Regions from separate parts of the Ovis aries genome. Here region 1 is linked to region 2. A link is a contact called in public Hi-C data. All regions are on one chromosome and are shown on one strand. The core of a region is the stretch at or near the end of the contact, and the rest is flanking DNA. Distances in the headings are between cores, read along the strand shown. Region 1 has its middle 180 kb from the start of TRNAS-GGA. Region 2 has its middle 26 kb from the start of TRNAS-GGA.

Region 1 (3,120 bases), core at 361-2,860, 200 kb before region 2:
TGAACTCTGAACCGTGGTGGCTTATGACAAAGTTGGTCTGGGGGGCAGGGAGGGGTTGTGACAGGAAGATTCAGAGATACTTCACCTCTTTTTTATTTTCACATATTCAGAACTGCAACTGGCATCTTTCCTGATGAGTCTGTGTGGCCTCCTATTCTTTTCATTTTTTAATAACAAGCATTTAAATCTGCTCAAATTTTTCAACTATTACAATAAAATTGCCAGGTGGGGAAAAAAAATATCATTCTGGATTTCCTAGAGCTGCCGAGAAAGGATTCTGTTGGCCCTGAAGCCCCTCCCGGCTCTGTGCCCCCATTTACCAAATACTACGCACTGTAAATATTAAGTGAAGTTAAAGTGTTAGAATAACGTTGACTCAAAGTTAAACCCACAAACCCTCAAAAATGCTGAGTCATCTCTGCTGGTCTTGAGTGTCTGCTCCGTTAGCATTCGTGGTAAGGGGGGGATTCTTGGGCAGAGCTCCACTATTTCCCCACACTCCAAAAACACAGCCGAGCAGAGAACATGGACGGAGAGCCATCTCTGGAACATTGTGGTCCACCAGGAGCACAGTGCTCTGGGTCCCTCCCATCCACCTCCAGAGAGATCCTCACAGCCCTCCTCTGGGGCAGACATCACAGGTGATGATCACCTGCAGATGACCAAGCAGAAGCTGCACGAGGTTCCCTTACTCACTTGTGGTGACGGAACCACCAGGACAGGATGGAGCCAGAACTAGCAATAAAACTCCAGTTCTGTCAGTGCAACTACTAGTGACTGGAATAAAGCTGATTCACTTCCAGTCTTCTTTTATACTGGATTCCACCGAGGCTCCTCCACCTGTCAAACCCCAGGGGAGTTGGAGGCAGCACCAAGAACTCAGCCATCAAAGACAGGAATCTCCCAGTGATCCCAGATTCCTCTCTCCATCCCTTCGTGACCTAATAATTCCAGCACCCTCAGACCTTCACATGAAAATTCTTTCCTGTACCTGTCACTCCTTTCCAATCTCACTGCCATCACCCTAGTCAAGTGCTTAAAACCTCCAACTCAAACAGTCTCTTAACTGTTAACACCCAGCACCCTCACCCACCCTTCCTCACACTTATCAGAGGGATGATTCTAAAGCCCCACCACTCCAGTGCCCGTGTTCAAACACCTCACAAGCTCTTCTCATCATTCAAAACTAAGCTGTGATGGAAACACAGCCCTAGCCTCTGGTCCCAGATGTATCTCCCACCACCCACCCAACCTCAACTCAAAGCTGATGACCCAGCAGTTCAAATTCAGTAAGCAGCTTCAGCAAATACCATGAGTGTTTCATGTGTGGGGATTTTTCCTCCAACTACCCTTTCTACCTAACAGAATCTTTCCAACCTTTCCACTCCTCCACCACACACGTGCCTCTTTGTTGGAATTAGTCCTCTGGCTCTTCTAATATTCACCTGTCCACAACCACAGCAACACCTTCTCCTCAATTCTTCTCAAAGTCAACTTGGGTTCTCCCCCTCTGTGCTTCCCTCGTGCCCTGGGAACAGCTTTCGTGAAGCACTTGGCACAGCATGTTGAATAAGCCATTCACAGCTCATCTCTGACCAGACTAAGACCCTACAGGGCAGACCATTCCTTACTCACCTTTGTCCTCCAACAGCAAGTCCAGTGCCCTGCTGATAGCAAACACATGATAAATATTTGCTGAATGGAGCCCAGATTCTGCTTCTGTTTTAGCGTCTTACTTAAAACTCTTTAGTGATTCAGGTTGTAGTGACTTTTTTTTTTTCCTGAGGGAATTTTAGTTGGCCTACTTATATAACAGTTTCATTTCCCTTCCATATCCCATAGCTCACAACTCCTTCCTCCTAACTTCCCAAATGACCTACCCCAGGCAAACTAGAACATTCTCCCAGCTCCTTTTTGTTGACCATAACCTATTTCCACTAGTCCAATGCTGGTCTCCCTCCAAGCTTTCCCTGCTAATCTTGCCTAAGTCACTCCATCCCCACACAGCAACCATCCTGGTCATCCTTGAGTTTAGCTGTTAGCTCTGTGCTTGTTTTTGGACTCCTGCCACTTGAGGGGTCGAGCACTTCCTCGGCTTGTCCAGTTCTCTGAGGGCGGTGTGCTCTGTTAGCGTAGGAATCTCCATTCAGCTGAGTCTCCTCTGGAAGCACACCCTGGAGGCACAGGTTCACCCCACAATGACCAAGGCTGACTAGTCCAGAAAACACTGCTGTTTTAAGTCACTGAAAACTCCTGGGTCTAGCGTGTTCCATGTGAATGGTTTAGTGAAGAGATCTTACAGACCACCAACATAGAAAAGGCCATCTGCTCAGCTATCACATGGCCCTGCCAGAGGAGGATTACTCAGAGTCTACTGTCCATTACTCTGTCTCAGCAAGCTACTCTCATAACATTCTTTGAGGTCAGATGCACCCACTGAAATGAATAATGGCATAGTTTATGATAAAGGGTGAACTGAAAAAAAAGTGGTGTCATTATTGCTGTAAGTACCCACAGAAGATGTTTATGATCACACACAGACACAGCCACAAGCACACAACTCACTGCTAATAAACTCATTTATTTCCACATAAAGTTGCATAATGTTGTGCAATCCAGCAGAGGGCTGAGAAATGTCAGCAATTCAGACCGAGATGATTTGTCAACAAAACCAATCCATTTCACCAGCTTCAGCAAACCATTGCTGCAAGACTTGACCTTTTTTTTTTTTTTTTTATAACAGAAAATGGTTACACACAGCCTTAAATAGAAAGGACAGATGCTCACAACTCCACATAACAAGTTGAGGTAATATTCAAGGGAGGCTTGGAGGTTGTAAGGTGGGGAAGGAGGATTCCATTTTGTTGTCTGAAGTATCCAGACCATCATTTTTTCTGATAATGAAGGGGAAAAAATAAAAGAAAAACTAAAGATTTTATTTTTTAATTGATTTTATCTCTTATTACATTACTGTTTTTCTTAAATCTAAAATTTCTTTAATGTCTTACATTAAAGAAAATGTAGGACATTGAAATGCAATGTAGATCACAAAAATGCAATTTTTGTGATCTTACCACCCTCCAGACGGTATATTAGATATTCAGCACAAAAAAGTAAATA
Region 2 (3,230 bases), core at 58-2,557:
CGGTAAAAATGAATGGGTAACAGCTATTGGCTCCTCAGGTTCGTGAGGTCCACTTCTCTTCTGGTTCCTGGAACCAGTTTCCCTTCAGAGGGACCCAACCAGCAGAGGAAATGTTTCCCAGAACAGAAAGAATGTCATTAGCAAGGTCAATGTCATTAGCAAGCTGAGATTCAATGATCAAGGGAGGAAATGAGCAAAAGCATTCAACTGTACAGACTGGAATTGCTTTACCAACTGTACTCCTGATTTTGCTTCTAGGATACACCAGAAAGGATATCTGGTATCAGTAAGATTTCTATTTTAAAACACTATATGGCTTTTTAGAACTCAATCCATCAGTAGAAGAATGAACAACTGCAATGTGAATCAAGTCTAAGACAGAATAAGGAATTGGTTCCCTTCCACTGATGACTTCAGAAGTCTTCCCAACAACTGGCCAGCAGAAGACGGTACAGCTACCTGAGTGCTGGGGGAACATTTACATCACTAGTACTATGAGACCATCGCACATTTTCAAACCTCATTGGAGCTTGTGGTATGACACTTTGGGAGGAAATCTCGTGGGAGTCCCAGAAGTTCTAAGAGAGGACTCCAGAGATAGCTGACTGATATGACAACACACTCCAGTGTTCTTGCCTGGAGAATCCCATGGACAGAGGGATGTGGCGGGCTATAGTCCGCCATATAGAGTTGCAAAGAGTAGGACACACTGAAGCGACTTAGCACGCATGCACGCAGAAACCCATATTCAACAGGAAACTGAAGACAGGTCAGCCAAAGCTGTGCTTTCCTGGCAATGAGCAGCTGCCCCCTAGAAACTTCTAGAAAGCCACCCATTCTGGGAAAAGACCCACCTGCCCCCAACACTCCCAGAGCCTCCCCAGCAGAAACTGGGTTCAGCAGAAACTACTCTTGGCCATGTACTTTCCATGGTTGCTGAGTCCCAACCTCCTCTGCATCTCAGAAGCATCGGCGTTAACAGGTGTCATGACAAGATGCCCATCTTCAACCCTGCACACGCCAAGCTCAAACCCCTGTGAACTGAGAAGGCTCTGGAGCTGCCCACCATCTTCTGCGATGACAGTTCATAATTTATTACCCACAGCATTTCTCTTCAGGACGTGACCACTGCCTGTGTTGGAAGGGGACAGCTGAAGGCCCATTAATCTTCACCCTGGTGGGGAAGAGACTGATGGCAATTTAATTTAACTGGATGTGTGAGGTAGATATAAAAGACCACAAGGTAAAAATGACAAGATTATTAACTGCGCCCAGAGCCGTCTGTTTACCAAGCTGCCTCAGTAAATGGAAGCAGGTTGGTGAAACGTGGACCAAGGTTCAAACAAGGTTTACAGAGGGGAGTTTCTGGCAGATGTGGGTAATGGCAAGCCTCCACATTTCCAGGGAGAAAGCAAAGGACTTTTGTGGTTAGAAGAGGAACTTGGGCTTCAACCAGCTTAGCAAGCAGGCTAAAGTTTAAAAGGTCAGGGCAAATTCAGAAATATTTCTCTCCCACACCCACAAAAAGGAAACGGTTGAACTTAATCACCAAGGTCCCCCTTCAAGTCCTCCCCTGATCGACCTCCCATTCCAGCTAACTCAATTTTTCCTCCTGTCCAGGTTGTTTTGAAAGGCTGAGCTACAGCTCCTTGCTTGAGAGAAGCGCGTCTTCTCCCACCACCTCCGTCCACCTGTGGAAGGGACGACTACCTCAGGCGCTCTCTGAGGGGCTTTCTCCTCACCAGCCCACTGTCCTCCCGAAAGACAAAACATCAGGTAAAGGTGTGTGAATTCCTCTCTGTCAGCATCCACCATGGGTTCCCTCTGGAAGACATTTTCTAGGTGTCTACCTTCCCACACTGGAGTCTAAGAAACCCCAGAATCCAAAAGCACTGCCCCCAGATACAGACCACAGTAAGAGCAGAAAGCCTTTGTTCTCCCAAGTCCTGGTCAGGCTCAGGTTCTGCGCATAGACACGTAACGAGGAGCTTTTGAACCCTCCTCACTGTCCCAGCTTTAGGCCTGAACTGATCCTGGTCTAGCTTCCTTGAGGCCCTGCCCTCTGTCCCACCTCCAGGCCCAAACTGACTATGCCAAAGTATCCATCAGCAGAACCACTGAGGTGGCCCCGAACAAGGACAACATTCGTACTGAAAAACCAACAGGTAGGGGCTTCCCTGCCAGTCCACTAGGTCCAGGGGCTAAGAGTCCTCACTCCAAAAGCAGGGGGCCTGGGTTCCATCCCTGGTCAGGGAACCAGATCCCACATGTAGCAACTAAGAGTTCTCATGCCGCAACTAAAGACTCGACACAGCCAAATAAATAAATATTTTTAAAAAGCAATAGATGTTTAGTGCTATCTGGTTTACAAAGCACTCATCTAAAACATGATTCTCACATAGCCCTGGATGTGGGCAGGGCAAGCATTCCCTTCTCCATTTTATAGATGAGAAAACTGAGTCTCAGAGAGGTGTGGTTTACTAAGGTCATAGAGAAGATACTAGAATACTTCTACTAGCGCTTATTTCACTTTAGTATATATATGGATATACACTTATACACACACACTTACATGTGTATAAGTGACTATTCCTCTGGGCAGACACTATTGCCCAGATGCTCAAAAGTCATTGTTCCCTCTTTCCTTATTCACAGAACAAGAATTTTGTTTGGCACTGGCTGGAGATGCCTTCATCTCCAGAAGTAGATCCAGCTTCTGGTCTGAGGATGTAACTGAGCCCCATTTCTGACTCAGGAGATGAAAGAAGGCTGCTAGACACTTTCCGGAAACACTTTTCTTCCTGATAAGAGAGGAACATCATGAGAGGGAGCTTTCCTGCCCCAACATTGCCCATTTTCTCTGCTTTTGAACATAGACAGGTGAGGGCAAAATGATTAGAGCAGCTGCAACTTTTTTGCGACCATGAGGAAGAAGGCCAAGCACCGCAAAGAGATGACAGCCCAGAGCCCTGATGTCTTTAAGCTACTAAAACAGCCTCAGTGAGTGCATATCACCACACTTCTAATATAAGACATTTTTTAGCTATTTTGCTGACTGGAGCTAAAAGCATTCCCAGCTAATATGCTCCCTGACCAGATGATGAGAAACTCAGAAACTCAGACCATATTTATGTTTGAGTTTTCTTTGCAATCTAGTCCAGAAATAATCACTTAACAATGCTTGCTAGGATAAAAAAAAAGAAGGAAGAAAAGAGTATACTCCAAAGAGA

Evidence for each region. Hi-C and Micro-C count contacts between places; a contact is called where the count stands out from the background.
Region 1: a contact with region 2 is called in a Hi-C map of liver, with 3 times the contacts expected there. The contact joins two enhancer-like sites. A contact is called at or near these places in 3 of 16 Hi-C or Micro-C datasets (liver, mixed tissues and skin fibroblasts).

Annotation. Positions count from the first base shown.
Region 1 is chr12:23,808,416-23,811,535 of ARS-UI_Ramb_v3.0, reverse strand. No RefSeq gene overlaps it. Among named protein-coding and RNA genes, the nearest start is that of TRNAS-GGA, 180 kb to the right of the region's middle. Within about 2 kb of position 1,610, at least 9 of the 54 cell types and tissues checked have an H3K27ac peak or open chromatin away from gene starts, as enhancers often do. A contact at or near this core is called in liver, where this site is marked.
Region 2 is chr12:23,604,703-23,607,932 of ARS-UI_Ramb_v3.0, reverse strand. No RefSeq gene overlaps it. Among named protein-coding and RNA genes, the nearest start is that of TRNAS-GGA, 26 kb to the left of the region's middle. Within about 2 kb of position 1,307, at least 1 of the 54 cell types and tissues checked has an H3K27ac peak or open chromatin away from gene starts, as enhancers often do. A contact at or near this core is called in liver, where this site is marked.